Linked DNA regions of Mus musculus: all the other regions are linked to region 1. Evidence: chromatin contacts called from public Hi-C and HiChIP or PLAC-seq data. All regions are on one chromosome and are shown on one strand. Each heading gives the region's core, a stretch centred on a gene start, on an enhancer-like site or on the middle of the called end of the contact. The rest is flanking DNA. Distances are from core to core; before and after follow the strand shown. Region 1 holds the start of Wdr90 (WD repeat domain 90). Region 2 holds the start of Itpr3 (inositol 1,4,5-triphosphate receptor 3). Region 3 holds the start of Meiob (meiosis specific with OB domains). Region 4 holds the start of Rnps1 (RNA binding protein with serine rich domain 1). Region 5 holds the start of Npw (neuropeptide W).

Region 1 (2,785 bases), core at 86-2,585:
CCTTCCCACCCCAGGCAACATGCATTACCAAGTATCTGCCACTCCACCAACCAACCCACCCCAATGCTCTTCCTGGAGCTGGGAGCCCTGGTGCATGGCTCTCCTCTGAAATTGGTAAGTGGTTCTTATCTGCCAGCTAGCGGGAGGGTTCTAGCCTTCTGACTGGGATGGGGCATGAAGTGTGGGCCTCACCAGGGTCAAAGCACAGATCACTGGTGTAGAGGTTTCTGACTAGCAGGCTGGCACACAGCCTGATGCTCTTGAGATGACTATAGTGCCTGCCCAGGTAGAACATCAGGATGTCACGCAGGTCCAGCTGTAGGCAGGTCCAGCGGGCACGAGGAAGAGCTACACCTGCCAGGTCTGCAGGACACGTGCGAGGTCAGCACCTACCATTTTGTTGCAACCCCTCTCAGCCCCATCCCCTAGCTATCCTCAGGGCCACACAGAAGCACATGCCCAGTTGGGCCTGTACCATCCCGTTTTAGGCCTTCATTCAAGCCGTCCCTCTTGGACCAAATGTCACCACCTCTCCTGGGTGTCTTAGTCTCGAAGACAAAGGGGAACTGAAGCCACGTTGTGGAGGACTTGAACTCCTTAAAGAGGTTGGAGAAAGACACACGGATGACCTGGCCGTCCTATGAGGCAGAGCGAGGCCATTAGAAGGAGATTATGGCACGGTGGGAAAGCAGCAATAGACACCCAGCCCTCCTTCCAAGCTGGGCACCTCGGTGGACACGTCCAGGTGGATGACAAAGTGCTTGGTAGGCACAGGCCGGAAAAGCACATACAGGTACCGCCCAGTCAGCCCCAGAGACTGGGTGCTAGTTCTGGGGAGCTGGATGTAGTTGCTGGCAGATACAGACCCACGGATGCGATACACAGCGCTCTTCAGGACCTTGTCCTAGAAAGAGAGAGGTGCTGCAAACAGGCGCAAAACTGGAGGACAGTCACAGTGCCCACTGGGAGATTTCTCAGGAGCAGGAAGGACCCCGCGGCCAGTACCGTCACCACAGCCACATCTCCCTCTTTGCTGGACCGTTTCCACTCATCCACCCTGAAATGTCTGAATACATTGAGGAAAGGGTGCTGCCAGGCTGCAGAAGGGACGCCGCCTGAGCACCGATCTGGGGCAGCGCGCCGCGACCCTCCACCTCCGCCCGCGGGACGGGCTTCTGCACGAGGTCCAGTCACTGACGCGGCGGGGACCTCGGACCCGGGACTCCCGGGACGCGAGCCCTGACGACAGCGCGTCTCGCGCGCGCCGCTACCTCCGGCCATGGCGCTACAGCTCGCGCTTCCCGCCTCAGCTGACGCTGTCTTACGCAAAACACATAGCACGGCGCCTAGCAACAGCCTCCTGGCAACGCGCGTCACTTCCGTCGCCGCTGCAGCAACGCACAAATATCCCGCTGCTGCGTGGTCCTGGGCACCTAGCAGGCCCCTAGGTCTTGCGTGGGCTCGCCCTGCCCACTTCCACCGCTGTTGCCTCCTGCTTGGGGCTTTGCGGCCTCGCCCAGCCGGGGCCTCAGCACTGTGCAGGGAACTGTGCTAAGTAGCCGTGGTCGCTGACTCTCTCAGAGGCCTCCGGTTTTGTTTTGAGAGCTGAACCTTTTTTTCTGTATGTGAGCCAGAAAGGTCATGCTGAGACCTGTCCACATCCACGGTCCACCCAGGCTGGGCCTCATCTCTGCTTTCTAACTGTGTGGAGGTATCTGATCAGCATCCAGGGTACTCTGGGTCTCCCTGCTTCAGGAGAGTAAGGTCCCTGTGCCCACTGGGGTGCAGCTTTCAGATAACCACATCACCACAGGTTCAACATATACCCAAAGACCCTTGAGGCATTTTCCCAGTATACTACAGCAGACCTCCAGCTTGAGAGAGAAGGTCCTGCAGTCGAGGGCTAGGATTCTATTCCAGCTAAGTCCTGGTGGAGAATGGACTTTGCCTCCCAGACATGCTCTGTCTTCTCCTAAGGATTAATCCTGTTAACTAATGCACTGGGTTCCTTGCTCAACTTTTTTTTTTCCCTTTTAGACGGAATCTATGTAATCCTGGCTGTCCTAGAACTTGCTATGTAGATCAGGATAACTTTGAACTCACAGCTCCAGCCTCTGTAGTTCAGGGATTAAAGGCCTGGGCCAGCCATTCCCTTCAGAGGCCCTTCTGCAAGGTAGCTGACCTTATCTCTAAGAGCAAAGCTTTTCTTCTTCCTTCCCCCACAGCAGTTTAGAACATTTATAGCTGCCTGCCTTGGGGTTTTCCCTTTAAAGGCTAATAAATTCCCAAACTTCTATTTCAGTCTGGTTTTGTCCTTGAGCTTGTTTGTGGCCATTCTCTTTCTTGTCTCTTTCTGTCTGTCTTTTTGAGACAGAATATCTCTGTGTAGTCCTGGCTGTCCCAGAACTCACTATGTGGGAGCAGGCTGGCCTTGAACTCAGAGATCCTCCTGCCTGGCCGTTTAAAATCCATATATTAATGAAACTTAAGAACCCCAAGAGGGGACCTTGATTTCTCCAGTATCACCAAGATTTCTTCCTTTTAATTCTTTAATCGGCAGAGAAAACAAACTCTTTCCTATATCTCACTCCAGTATCACCTGGGTCTTGGGTCTGACTTTGGCCATTGTCAAGAAAAAGAGGTAGTGGATTCAGATGAGACAGCTTGAAACTACATATTTCCAAAATGAGCTGGTCAAGGACCTCATCACCCTAGTTATCGCAGCATGGTGGGGCATGTCTTTAATCCCAACACTCTGTGAGTTCCAGGCCAGCCAGCCACCTGT
Region 2 (2,700 bases), core at 86-2,585, 1.2 Mb after region 1:
TGGAACTGGAGTTACAGACAGTTGTGAGTTGCCATGTGGGTGGTGGGAATTGAACTTGGATCCTCTGGAAGTGTAGGCAATGCTCTTAACCACTCAGCCATCTCTCCAGCCCATTCTTACATTTATTTGAGGCAGACTCTCACGTGCCCTAGGTAAACCTCGAACTTACTATGCGACCTTTAACTCCCAGTCCTCCTGCCTCTACTTCCCCATTAAAGGCTTGGCTAACCACTACCACCAGTTCTAAGGGTCTTGGTAAAAATCCCCTGCACTCAAGAACTCTCGGTGCAGGTCAGCAGCTGTCTCACGGCTGGCGGCTGTCTCCACCCCTCCTGGGTCTCTTCCTGCTTCTGTCTCCAGTCCCCTCCTCCTTTTCTCCCAGGGACAAACGCCCCCATCCCCGCCCCTCAGGAAATAAGGGGGGCTGGGTGGGAGGGAGCAAACGTGACCAAAGGGGGTGGTGGTGGCGCATTCTTATCTCAGGAGTTCAAACCAAAGCTCTAGGAGGAAGCAAACGCCCAGCCTCCGTGGCGCAGAACAGAAAGTAGTCAACTTGGCGATGAGTTTGAGGGCTGAACTTTGTGAGCAAGGGCCCGCTACGAGAACTTGTTTCAGTGGGCGCTGGGGTGCACTATTAACTAGAGGAGGTAATGCTCTCCCCCTCCCAGTATTATTTATTTATTTTAAAGCAAAGACAGAAGGAGCCAAGAGAAACTGGAGCCAATTCCTCCTGGAGAGGGAGCGGCTGAACTGATTCGGAAGTTGGATCTCTTTGTACACAGGAATGTGGGGAGAAAGAGAGTGAGAGAGAGAAACCCCAACAAGGACAATTAAAAAACAAAAAACAAAAAAAAACCCAAACCCACCCCATTGCTTCATTTCCCCTCCAAGTCAAAGCACTTTCTATTGTGCAATGAAAAGACTTTTCATGTTGAGAGAAATGAATCCTGATTTGCAACGCTAAGGGCTTGAGCGCGCATCCAGGCGCAAGACGGTTCTCAGCTGGGCGCGGTTGCCGCAGGGTGACCGTGGCCAAGTTCCCGGTGTGCTCAGCCACGCGTGGGCCGCAGGCTAGGCGAGCTGGGGATCTCCGAGGGTGGAGAGCCCCGAAGTGCAGCGCGGTGCTGGTGGACAAGCCGTCTAGAGAACGCCCTAGAGCCTGGGGGTCGTCCGGTGGCAAGCTGGGCGCTTTAGGGGGTGCAGGCGTGCACGCGCGCGGTGTAGAAGAGGCCGAGCCTGGGGCGCGGGTGCACGTGGGAGCCGCGGCGGGGGCGGGGTGGGGTGTGGCCTCCCCGCCTCCCAGGCGGGATTTGCATGTGTGTGGCGGCCCCAGACTTCCTGCTCCTTCCAGGCTGCAGGTACGCGCGGGCCCGGCCGGGCTGGAGGGCTGCGAGCGCGCAGAGACGCAGGCACCTCCTCACCCGGACCCGGGTCGCGCCGCGCCTCCTCGCTCTCTGGTGGCAGTCAGCCTACTCCTGCCGTCCCGATCGTCCGGGTCGCCGGGCTGCGAGGTGGCACTGCGCCCCTCTCCGCCCAGCGCGCCTCAGTCCTCTGCACCGAGCCTGGCAGCTCGCTTCAGGGCGACCTCGTCGCCTCGAGCCCCGGAGGGCCGAAGCCATGAATGAAATGTCCAGCTTTCTTCACATCGGGGACATTGTGTCCCTGTACGCCGAGGGCTCTGTCAATGGCTTCATCAGCACTTTGGGGTGAGTGAGCCTAGGGCAAAGAGAGGGGCATCGGGACCACGGTACCAGCTGCTTGTTTGCCAATGTTCAGTCCCCTGAGCCCTTGATAGAGGCTTGCTTGGACAGCCCAGTCTCCAGAAGCGAAGGGACGCTGGCACCCCTCTCTTAGAGAAAGGAAGTGCGTTGTTTGCTCAGGTAGTAGTCGGGTGCCCTGGGGAGTTCTAGAAGGCGTCAGCGCCCACGAAGCCCGCCACTTCTGGCACACTCTTTTTCTTAACTCATGGCTGAGGGGTTCGGACTTCCTCTGCAAGTGGTCCTCGGGTTATGCAGGTGGCTGGGGCCTGAGTTGGAGAGGGCCTGGGTGTTCTTGTTTGGGATTCGGGGTGGGGTGCTAGGGTTGGCTCAGCCTGAAGCCTGGCACTCACCTCTATAGCCCCATCTTGAATCGGTTTATTTAATTATTTAATTAATCATTTAATTTATTTATTTGGAGAGGTAGCATCTTTTCACTCTCCTTGTGCCCCATCTCCTCTTCAGAGTGTTTTCTTTACCCTCCCTGTCCAGGCAGTCCAGGTCTTGGCCAGCTGGCCCCCCTCTCACCGCCACCCCCTCCTTGTCAATTTCCTGTGTAGCTACTCTGGCGCCCCTGGGTCCCTGGTCCCAGGTTCTCTAGAGCACTTTACAAACATTAATTAATTCTGGCTGTCACCCCCCGGGGTCTGGGCTGGATAAGCAGGGAATTGATTCCATCCCATGCTGGTGCCAGGCCGGTAGCTGGGAGAGGTTAGAATCCCAGTATCTTTTTGGATAGACCCTGAGCACCTCGTTGCTGCAGGGATGGAGGAAGCGCACAAGCCCGGATCTGGTCTTTCTGTCCCATTTTCGGGCAGGTGGGGTGGTAGTGGCTAATGTTCTGGTATCTCACGTTGTCAGCACCATCCAGCTGCTGGCAGGGTGACTCCTCTCTGGGGGCTTTGGAAGTGTGTCAGGAATTCTTTCAAAGTTAGCCCTGCAG
Region 3 (2,700 bases), core at 123-2,622, 1.1 Mb before region 1:
TAAATAATACTAAATGTTGACAAATTTAATAGATTTAGTGATAGGACCTTAACTTACTTATTTCAATAAGTACTTCATTAATGAAAGTCAGAGTAAGATTTTTATATGGTAGTAATTTTGTTTGTTTGAGACAGGTTCTAGATAGTCCAACTTGGCCTTTTTTCTTTTTTTTTAGGTCTTCATGAGCTGAGCTACTCATGATCCTGAAACACATGATTCTCCTACTTCAATCTCTGAAGTTCTAGACCAGCCTGGTTTACAAAGTAAGTTCTAGGACAACAAGGGCTGTTACACAGAGAAACCCTGTCTTTTTTGTTGTTTTGAGTCAGGGTTTCTCTGTGTAGCCCTGGCTGTCCTGGAACTCACTCTGTAGACCAGGCTAGCCTTGAACTCAGAGATCCACCGGCTTCTGCCTCCCAAGTGCTGAGATCAAAGGCATGTACCACCACCTCCTCCTGAAAACCCTGTCTTAAAAAAACAAAAGCAACAAAAAAATTAGTATTATCTATTTTAAGCTCAGCATAATGGCTCATGTCTTTAATCACAGAACTTCCAAGGCAGAGGCCTCTGAGAGTTCAAGGTCAGCCTGGTCTACATAGTGAGTTCCAGGACGGCCAGAACGACATCATAAGACCCCGTCTTAACGTCCCTGCCCCCAAATAGTATTATCTATTTTATATAATACTGTGGTATTTTCAAATAGTATTATTTTACATAATATTATATGTGTACCTCCTGATATATATGGTATGTGGTAAAACCAGGGAAACTCCTTTAATAAGAGCATCTGGCCATTTCCTCTTCCACAACCCTATCGGTTTTTATATCCGTGTCTTCCTTCAGTTCACTTTCTGCTCTAAATTAAGAATATTTCACTTAAGGTAACTTTGTGCTTTCTCGGAGACGTGTGCAATTATAAGACATTTATGAGGGTTGCTCAGTGGGGACAGCCTGAGACCCTAGTCAGGATCCCAACCAGAGAACTGCGGCAAATGCCTAGCCTGCTTCCTTAGCGACTTCCCCCTTTCACTAGCTCCTGTGCGGTGCGTGGTCGCCGCTCCTGTCTTCGAGTGACCCCGAAATTGGCTTTTCTGGGTCAGTACCTACGGCCGACTTGGCCTCCACCACCTGAGTCCTTAACAAAGTTCTCCAGTCCAAGGAATGGGTAGTGCCTCTCCCCTAACCGTGAACACGTGCGTGAGACCCGCGGCCATAGGGGCGGAGTCCACAAGCGCTGGGGGCGGAGTCAGTGGGGGCGCGGTCAGTAGGGGGCGGAGGGGGCGGGGCTCGAGCTAACGGTCGGGGACTCCAGGCGGTTCGCCCACCGGGCTGTGGGAAGGCCTAGAGCGTGACCGGCGTCAGGTGGAACCCCGTGGGTCACCTAGCGGGCCCGGAAGTATCCGGTGAGCCGCGACCCAGACTGCCTGTTTCGGCATCCGGCCGGCGGCGCGGGACCGCGCTCCGGTTCTGAGAGCTGGTGCCTGAGCTGAGGGGAAACTCGCGCGGGGTCGCACGCGCCGACGTCCCCAAGGTTCTCCGCGGTGCGCGCGGCCCTCGGTCTGTCAGGTCCCTTCCAGTCAAGACTCACTCATTCGTGTCTCTTCTGCCCTGCCCGGTTGCTTCTTGTCAGGTTCTACCCTGCCTGTCCACTCCTGTCAGCTCCCTCCCAGCCCGTCCATTTCCTGTCAGGTTTCTCGCTGTCACGGTCCCAGGTTGTTAGTGTCCCAGGTCAGCGTGTCTCTCGAGGTCAGAGCCGTACTGTCAGGTTCCATTCCGGCAGATGGCTCCCATGGAGTTGCTTACCCTCCACATCCTCACCCTGTCAGGCTCCCCAGGACAAGAATGAATCCCGTAGGCAGGCAGGGGTGGTTGGTGCACTCCTTTAACCCCAGGCATGCAAGAGGGGAGGCAAAGGCAGGCAGATCGTGGAGTTCCAAATCAGCGAGTTCCAGGGCCGCCAGAGCAACACAGAGAATCCTTGTTTCGAAAAACAAAACAAACAAAATTCCAGAGACAGGCCTTTTTAGTTGTTTGTTTGTTTGTTGAAACAGGCTCTCCCTACGTAGCTCAGGTTAACCTTGAACTTGTGATTCACCTGCCTCTGCCTCCTGTGTTTGGATTACAAGCCAGCACCACTCCAAGCATCAGAGGAAATGGAGAAAAATGTTCTCTTTCTCCTCTCCCTGCTTACCTTTCTCTTCCTTTCTTTCTCCTTTCCTCCTTCCTTTTCATCTTCCCGGAATTGTCTGGTTCTTTCTTTCCTTTCAAATCCTTCCTCCATCCCTCCCTTCTCGAGACAGGGTCTCAGGTAGCCCAGGGTGGCTTCAAAAATTCACTATGTAGCTGAGGTTAGCCTTGAACTCTTGATTCTCCTACCTTCACTTTCCAAATGCTGAGATTGCAGGTATATGTCACCATATCTAGCTGGAAGAGAGGTTTTAAGGAGGAAGGGAGCCTGTCAGTTCTCAAGGATAGGGACAGGATATATCAGAAGCCTACATGCAGTATGTATGTATATCATATAGGATCCAGGAGGATAGAGTATGTAAAATATATATACATATATAATATGTTATATATATGTTAAAACATCTATATAAAATGAGTAAAACATATATAATACATATATTCCTACAGATTACTTTCCCTGACCTCATGTCCCACTTGTTTCCCCTTACTTCTACCTATAACACCCCCTGG
Region 4 (2,700 bases), core at 120-2,619, 1.4 Mb before region 1:
GGTCATCGTTTATTTGTTCCGTTCCACCAGAGAACAGCTAGCATCCACTTACCACTCATGTCTGACCACAGCAGACACAACAGCAATGCAAGAAAATCAGCTTATCCCTAATATCCTATACATTAAATAATCTTAAATCCAACAAGGGTACCAGACCAAACTGTCTAGATCTGCTAACCCCACCCCAAAAAATGAATACCTCAGGAAAGCAGACTTCAGAAGCAGGCTCCTCTTCCTGACTGTCCCACAGGACACACCCAGCTCCTTGGACCGAGATAATCTCTTCTCTCCATCTCTCCGGGATCACCAAAGTGCACATTGGCCACTTTCCTATCTTTCACAGCAATATGTAATCCAAATCTAAGTCACCTTTGTACCTTCCTCCTGAAGCTCACCTTAGCTCTGTTCCTCTTTCTTCGTTCCTGCCTCAAATCTACTTAGATAACCGCGGGGATTGTGTGCATATCCCTTTCTTCCGCAAATAACGGAGCAAGAATGTGCTAGGCAAACCGGGCGGTGGCGCTCGTCTTTAATCCCAGCAGTTGGGAGGCAGAGGCAGGCAGATTTCTGAGTTCTAGGCCAGCCTAGCCTGGTCTACAGAGTGAGTTCCAGGACAGCCAGGGCTACAAAACAAACAAACAAACAAACAAAAGAATGTGTTGGCAAAGTCGGGAGGCGGGGCACTACGGCGGGTGCTACTCTTTAGCCTCGTGCAGAGACCAGATCCTCTATGTCCTTGCTAAGAAGTTACTGACGTAACCCCGGTATAGACTAGCGTGCCTCTTCTTCTCCCAGCGATCCTGAACGCCTTTGCTGTTCCTTCTGCCCCACGCATTCTTGTCAGAAATGTCTCCTGGGAGAAACCTCCTTCAACATTTCCTCAAACTTTTTTCCTTTCTGGCCTCATCGGCCGCCCGCTACACCCAGTCAGCTGTATCCCACCAGCACAGAGACCATATCTATGCAATCACCACTAACTACCAGAGACTTGACCATAGGAACTCACCGTCCGTACCAGCCTGTCCCTTTACTACAATAACGCGGCCTCAGCAGGGTGCCTTAGATCCTAATGACAGCAGAGGCAACCCGAGTAGCTCCATCCACACAGATCCGGTAGGCGCCAAAGAGCACAAACCTCTGGTGCCGGTCAGCCAATCATCGCGCGCTTCAGAATGAGCAAAACAAGTCCAGGAAACTTTAGACCAGTCGGGGAGGGGGGGCGGGGGGGGGGACCGTAGGCGCTACGACGCTCCGCCCACACACAGTTGCTGTCCTTTAGTCCTCCACCGCTAACTTGCATTGGCTGAGTGTGCTTACGTCATCGTCGCGCGACGACGGCTGCGCCTTCCCGCTTCTCACCTCTGACGACAAAGTTGCGCCGGCGTCCTGGTCTGAGAAGAGCGGGAGGAGGTGGCGGCCTTGGGAAGATGTAAGTCGGGGTAGGAATCCGGCTGCATCCGACCTCCGGGGACCTTCTGCCAGGCTTGGCGGGGCGCATCGTGGAGCCGGTTGCGTTCCTCAGTGCGGCAGAGGCCCGCCGGCGAGGAACAGAGCCCGAGGAGAGAGTGTGGTTCAGGTCGGGCGGAGTGGGAGGTGTCGAGGCCGCGGCCCGGAAGTGGTCGAGGCGGTCACCGACGGAAGGGTGATCCCGCACGGTTCGCTCGGCGGCGACCCGCTTTAGCCTGCAGGACTCCAGCAGCTGCGAGCCCTGCCGCTTCTCTTGTTTTCTTGTCAGGCTGGAGACCTAGGCTCGCCACACCGGGCCCGACCTGAGTAGTGAGTGGAGAAAGAGGGTGGGAGGCGAGGTCGATGTCTGTGGCCGGAGCGGACGGTGCAGATTGCGAGCCGGCCTAAAAGGTTGGTTTCCTTTAAAGATCTCTTTCCACGAGTGTCTGTCGGAATCCAGTGTGCAGTTCTCAGTTCTGGGCATTGAGGATCCGTCCTAGGATGGACCGAGCACGGTTACGGAGCTCAGCGGGAGAGGATATGGGAAGGTTATGGTTGATGGTAGAGACGTGGTGGAGGCTTGCTTTCTCTACCTTGTGTTACTTCGTAGGCACTGTGTCTCCGATGTGCTTTTATATGTAGAGAGTGCTTTCAGATTGCCAAGACGCCCTCTGCTCGAGATTTAACCATTTGTTTTCTCCTCTCTCTGACTGTTGGACGCACACCTTTCCGGAGGATGGGAGAGGTGACCAAGGTCCTGAGCTGTTACCTGAGCTTGAGTGAACAGAGACCCTCACCTTTGCTTTCTAGCACTCGACCACACCCAGCAAAGAGTTCGCTTACGCCGCAGTTCATAATTTGTAGACTGCTTAACAATGGGTTCTGCCTGTTTCATAAAGTACATTCCAGCAGGTCGGGGTGCGGGTGCACAAGGGTGATCTCTACCCTTTGTCACTGGTATGAAGCACTTGAATAGTAACCCAAACCCCAAAAGTACATACCAGATTTAAATGACTTAGTATAGAAAACCCACAAGAAATTTAGTAATTTTATGTTGATTATATGTTACAAAGGTAATGTTCATTTTGTTAAAAACTAGTTTTGGGACCCACACACTGCCTTTAATCCCAGCACTCAGATGGCAAGTCAGAGTTTGAGGCTAGCTTGATCAACCTAGGCTAGCCAGGGCTGCCTAGTGAGACCATGTTTCAATAGGGGGGAAAAAGCCTTTAATTTTGGACTGTCAGTACTTGT
Region 5 (2,798 bases), core at 167-2,666, 1.2 Mb before region 1:
ACGGAGGAAGCAAGCCAAGGCCCCGGAAGCATCTCAGCTTTGCTCTCCGCACTGTGTCTGTCCCTAAGGACAAACGGATGAGCTGGTCTGGTCAGGGAGGGCTTCCTGACATTTGCCAGGGCGTAGGCGCGCAGCTATGTGCGCTCTGAAGCTAGATGCTAAGTACACAATGAGAAAAAGGGTCACACGCGGGGGCGCAGGAATCAGGTTGGTTTTATTGACCAGACCACGAGGCCTGACTGGAGCTTCAAGCTGTGCTCCTGCCTAGGTCAAGCATGGGGGCGCCATCGGTTCTTGGGCCTGACAGGATCGGCAAAGATGACTTGCTGCAGGAACCATGGCTGGGCACGAAGCGTCTCTCCGAAGGCTCTAGAAAGAACAAAGCAGGACTCTAGAGACAGGGGCAAGGCTCTCCATTCTGTCCTCAGGTTGATATGGAAGGAACTCTGGGAAATTCTCCTAACGTGATGGGAAACAGAATGGGTAGGGGGGGCGTAGTGGCCCACACATGTAAAATCAGCAACCAGGAAGATAGGGAAGCATAATATCAAAAGGGGGGGGCTGGAAAACAGGGTATAACTCAGTAGGCAGAGTGCTTGCTTAGCATATGTGACGTCCTGGGTTCCATTTCTAGTACCACGTAAACCGAGTGTGGTGGTGCACACTTGTAATCCTATCACTTGGTATGTGGGAGAAGGATCAGGAGGAGTTCAGCCTGAGCTACAAGAAAAAGGGAAAAAACAAAAACAACAACAACAAAAACCCACCAGTACCCATAGGCTCGCGGTCTTGTGTGGTCTAAGACCCCTGGAAATTCCCTTGCCAGATGCCACGCCCACCTCCTCTCTTTCCTACTTACCTAGCAGCGGGCTCCTCTGAGATCCAGGAGTGAAGGCTTAGCGACTGCTCCGGTTGGCGGACTCCCTCCAGGTCCCGCGGACTCCAGGGTGCATGGACGGGAAGCCCTGCAGGTGAGCTCCTGCTTCGTACCTCCCACAGCTCCTGCCCTGAGGAAGGAAGCAGGAGAGCGCCGCGGGCGACCGGTCCTGGGAGCCGGGAGAGGGGTCCAGCAGCCCCGCCCAGGGCACGGCGCCACTGGTAGGGCGAGCGGCGCAGCCCCATGAGCAGCCCGGAGGCACGACCCACTGTGTGATAGCGGGGACTCGCCACGTGCTTATACCAGGCGCTGGCGGGCAGCGGTAGCAAGAGCAGAAGCAGCAGCAGGGGCAGCAGGGGCCGGTTCCTGGGAGTCCCGGGCCCAGGGCCCCGCACTTCTCTGTTAGACGCCAGCGCGCTCACGTCAATTGCCCCTTGGAGGGTTAGGACAAGAACTGGGTTTATGTCTCCGAGAACGAGAACGTCGGAGCTCCAGAGGATGGAGAAGACCAGTCAGTTGGTGCGACTACAGCCTTTCAGTGGCCCCGCCCCGGATCGCCCCCGCCGCACATGTCGCACTCACCCAAGGGAGAGGAGGATGGAGAGGGAGGTGAAGAGGGAACCCAGGCAGCTAGAAGCCTCTCAATGAGTAGTTCGCAAGCTGGACTGTGTTTGAAGCTCTAGTGGGGGATCTCCTTGCTTACTCTTTCCTCGCCCCCAGAAAGGGAACTGTCAAGGAGGGAGTTCCGGTACCACGGTCTCAGAATACAAGAATGGGCTGCCAGGGGCAAAAGGATGCCCCCTTGGTAGGAGTTGCTTCAACTGGAGCACTTAAGGAGAGGAGACAGCAGAGTTCTGGTGGGCTAGCATAGGGCAGTTTTGCGCGTGGGGCCACTCTTCCCTGAGGGCTGTACCTCTTCTTACCTAGTACAGCTCCTGAGATCCCACCCAAACCCAGTCTGCACTACAGGTAGCTTAATACTTGGAGACCTTGAGCTTGGGGCTGAGGCATGGGAACACGTTCCTATCATCCCAGCATGGATCTTGAGTTCAAAACAGCCTGATTATGTGACCCTAGCTCTAGGAAGAAGAAGGAAATCAAAGAGATGGGGGTGCGGGGAGCTAGGAAGGCAGGAAAGCAAGCAGGCAGGACAGTTTGGCCACATGAAGCCATCCCTGTGGTTTCTGGAGAGCTAGAATGTTAAGAGGTTCCTCCTGGAACCCTCAGCCCCAGGAGGCTTGACTGGGCCCTACCAAACTCCAGAGCCTCCTCTGTAACAATATCTTGGCACAAGACCTCCTCCCCAGCCAAAGTCAATCAGGGGAAGGGCTTAGCCCCACAGCAGGTGACTTGTTCACCTGTATATAAGAATATTCCAGTTGGGCATGGTGGCGCACTTTAATCCCAGCACTTGGGAGGCAGAGGCAGGTGGATTTCTGAGTTCGAGGCCAGCCTGGTCTAAAAAGTGAGTTCCAGGACAGCCAGGGCTATACAGAGAAACCCTGTCTCGAAAAACCAACCAAACAAACAAACAAAAAAAGAATATTCCTCCCTTATCTCTTTTCCTAGCAAATTTCTATAAACTTCAAGACTCCACTAAAATGGCTTTAGTCACCTCACTCCTCTAGCACTTACCCACTAAGACATCCCTCAAGCCTCTAGTTGAGAAGTTCTCATACAGCCCGGACTGGCCTTGAGCATGCTATGCAGCTAAGAATAACTTTGAACTTCTGACCCTCCTGTTTCTACCTCCAGGGCTAGGTTTATAGATACAGGCCACCATTTCCAATTTGAAACACCTTATTTTGATCTTCAAACCAAAGGAACCGCCTGTTCCTATGGGAGCCCTAGTCTTGGAGAGAGCAGCCTGGAGAGAGGAGTGGGCAGGAGGCTCAGCATGACATCGCCCACTGCCTGGCCA

The links. A called contact is a pair of places that touch in the nucleus more often than the background predicts. HiChIP or PLAC-seq counts read pairs in DNA pulled down with a chosen protein or histone mark.
Region 2: a Hi-C map of B cells shows a contact between it and region 1, with 7 read pairs. The contact joins the promoter of Itpr3 here to the promoter of Wdr90 in region 1. A contact is called at or near these places in 1 of 39 promoter capture datasets (the C10 cell line), 1 of 484 Hi-C or Micro-C datasets (B cells) and 1 of 115 datasets of contacts at active chromatin or transcription factors (pancreatic cancer cells).
Region 3: a FOXA1 HiChIP or PLAC-seq map of pancreatic cancer cells shows a contact between it and region 1. The contact joins the promoter of Meiob here to the promoter of Wdr90 in region 1. A contact is called at or near these places in 2 of 39 promoter capture datasets (liver and stem cell-derived epiblast-like cells) and 2 of 115 datasets of contacts at active chromatin or transcription factors (embryonic stem cells and pancreatic cancer cells).
Region 4: an H3K27ac HiChIP or PLAC-seq map of double positive thymocytes shows a contact between it and region 1, with 3 times the contacts expected there. The contact joins the promoter of Rnps1 here to the promoter of Wdr90 in region 1. A contact is called at or near these places in 2 of 39 promoter capture datasets (liver and pre-B cells) and 1 of 115 datasets of contacts at active chromatin or transcription factors (double positive thymocytes).
Region 5: an HNF4G HiChIP or PLAC-seq map of pancreatic cancer cells shows a contact between it and region 1. The contact joins the promoter of Npw here to the promoter of Wdr90 in region 1. A contact is called at or near these places in 1 of 115 datasets of contacts at active chromatin or transcription factors (pancreatic cancer cells) and 1 of 9 other capture datasets (pancreatic islet).

The regions. Positions count from the first base shown.
Region 1 is chr17:25,860,180-25,862,964 of GRCm38.p6, forward strand. Wdr90 (WD repeat domain 90) reads right to left here and starts at 1,336. Exons shown (of 41, transcript NM_001163766.1): 1 at 1,006-1,336; 2 at 728-904; 3 at 476-638; 4 at 193-363. The coding sequence starts at 1,281.
Region 2 is chr17:27,055,969-27,058,668 of GRCm38.p6, forward strand. Itpr3 (inositol 1,4,5-triphosphate receptor 3) reads left to right here and starts at 1,336. Exons shown (of 58, transcript NM_080553.3): 1 at 1,336-1,706. The coding sequence starts at 1,618.
Region 3 is chr17:24,803,010-24,805,709 of GRCm38.p6, forward strand. Meiob (meiosis specific with OB domains) reads left to right here and starts at 1,373. Exons shown (of 14, transcript NM_029197.1): 1 at 1,373-1,403.
Region 4 is chr17:24,413,306-24,416,005 of GRCm38.p6, forward strand. It overlaps Rnps1 (RNA binding protein with serine rich domain 1), which reads left to right and starts at 1,370. Exons shown (of 9, transcript NM_009070.2): 1 at 1,370-1,429; 2 at 1,736-1,857. It overlaps D330041H03Rik (RIKEN cDNA D330041H03 gene), which reads right to left and starts at 1,208. Exons shown (of 6, transcript NR_033554.1): 1 at 1,007-1,208; 2 at 396-623.
Region 5 is chr17:24,657,136-24,659,933 of GRCm38.p6, forward strand. It overlaps Npw (neuropeptide W), which reads right to left and starts at 1,417. Exons shown (of 2, transcript NM_001099664.2): 1 at 860-1,417; 2 at 194-369. The coding sequence starts at 1,290. The coding sequence ends at 270.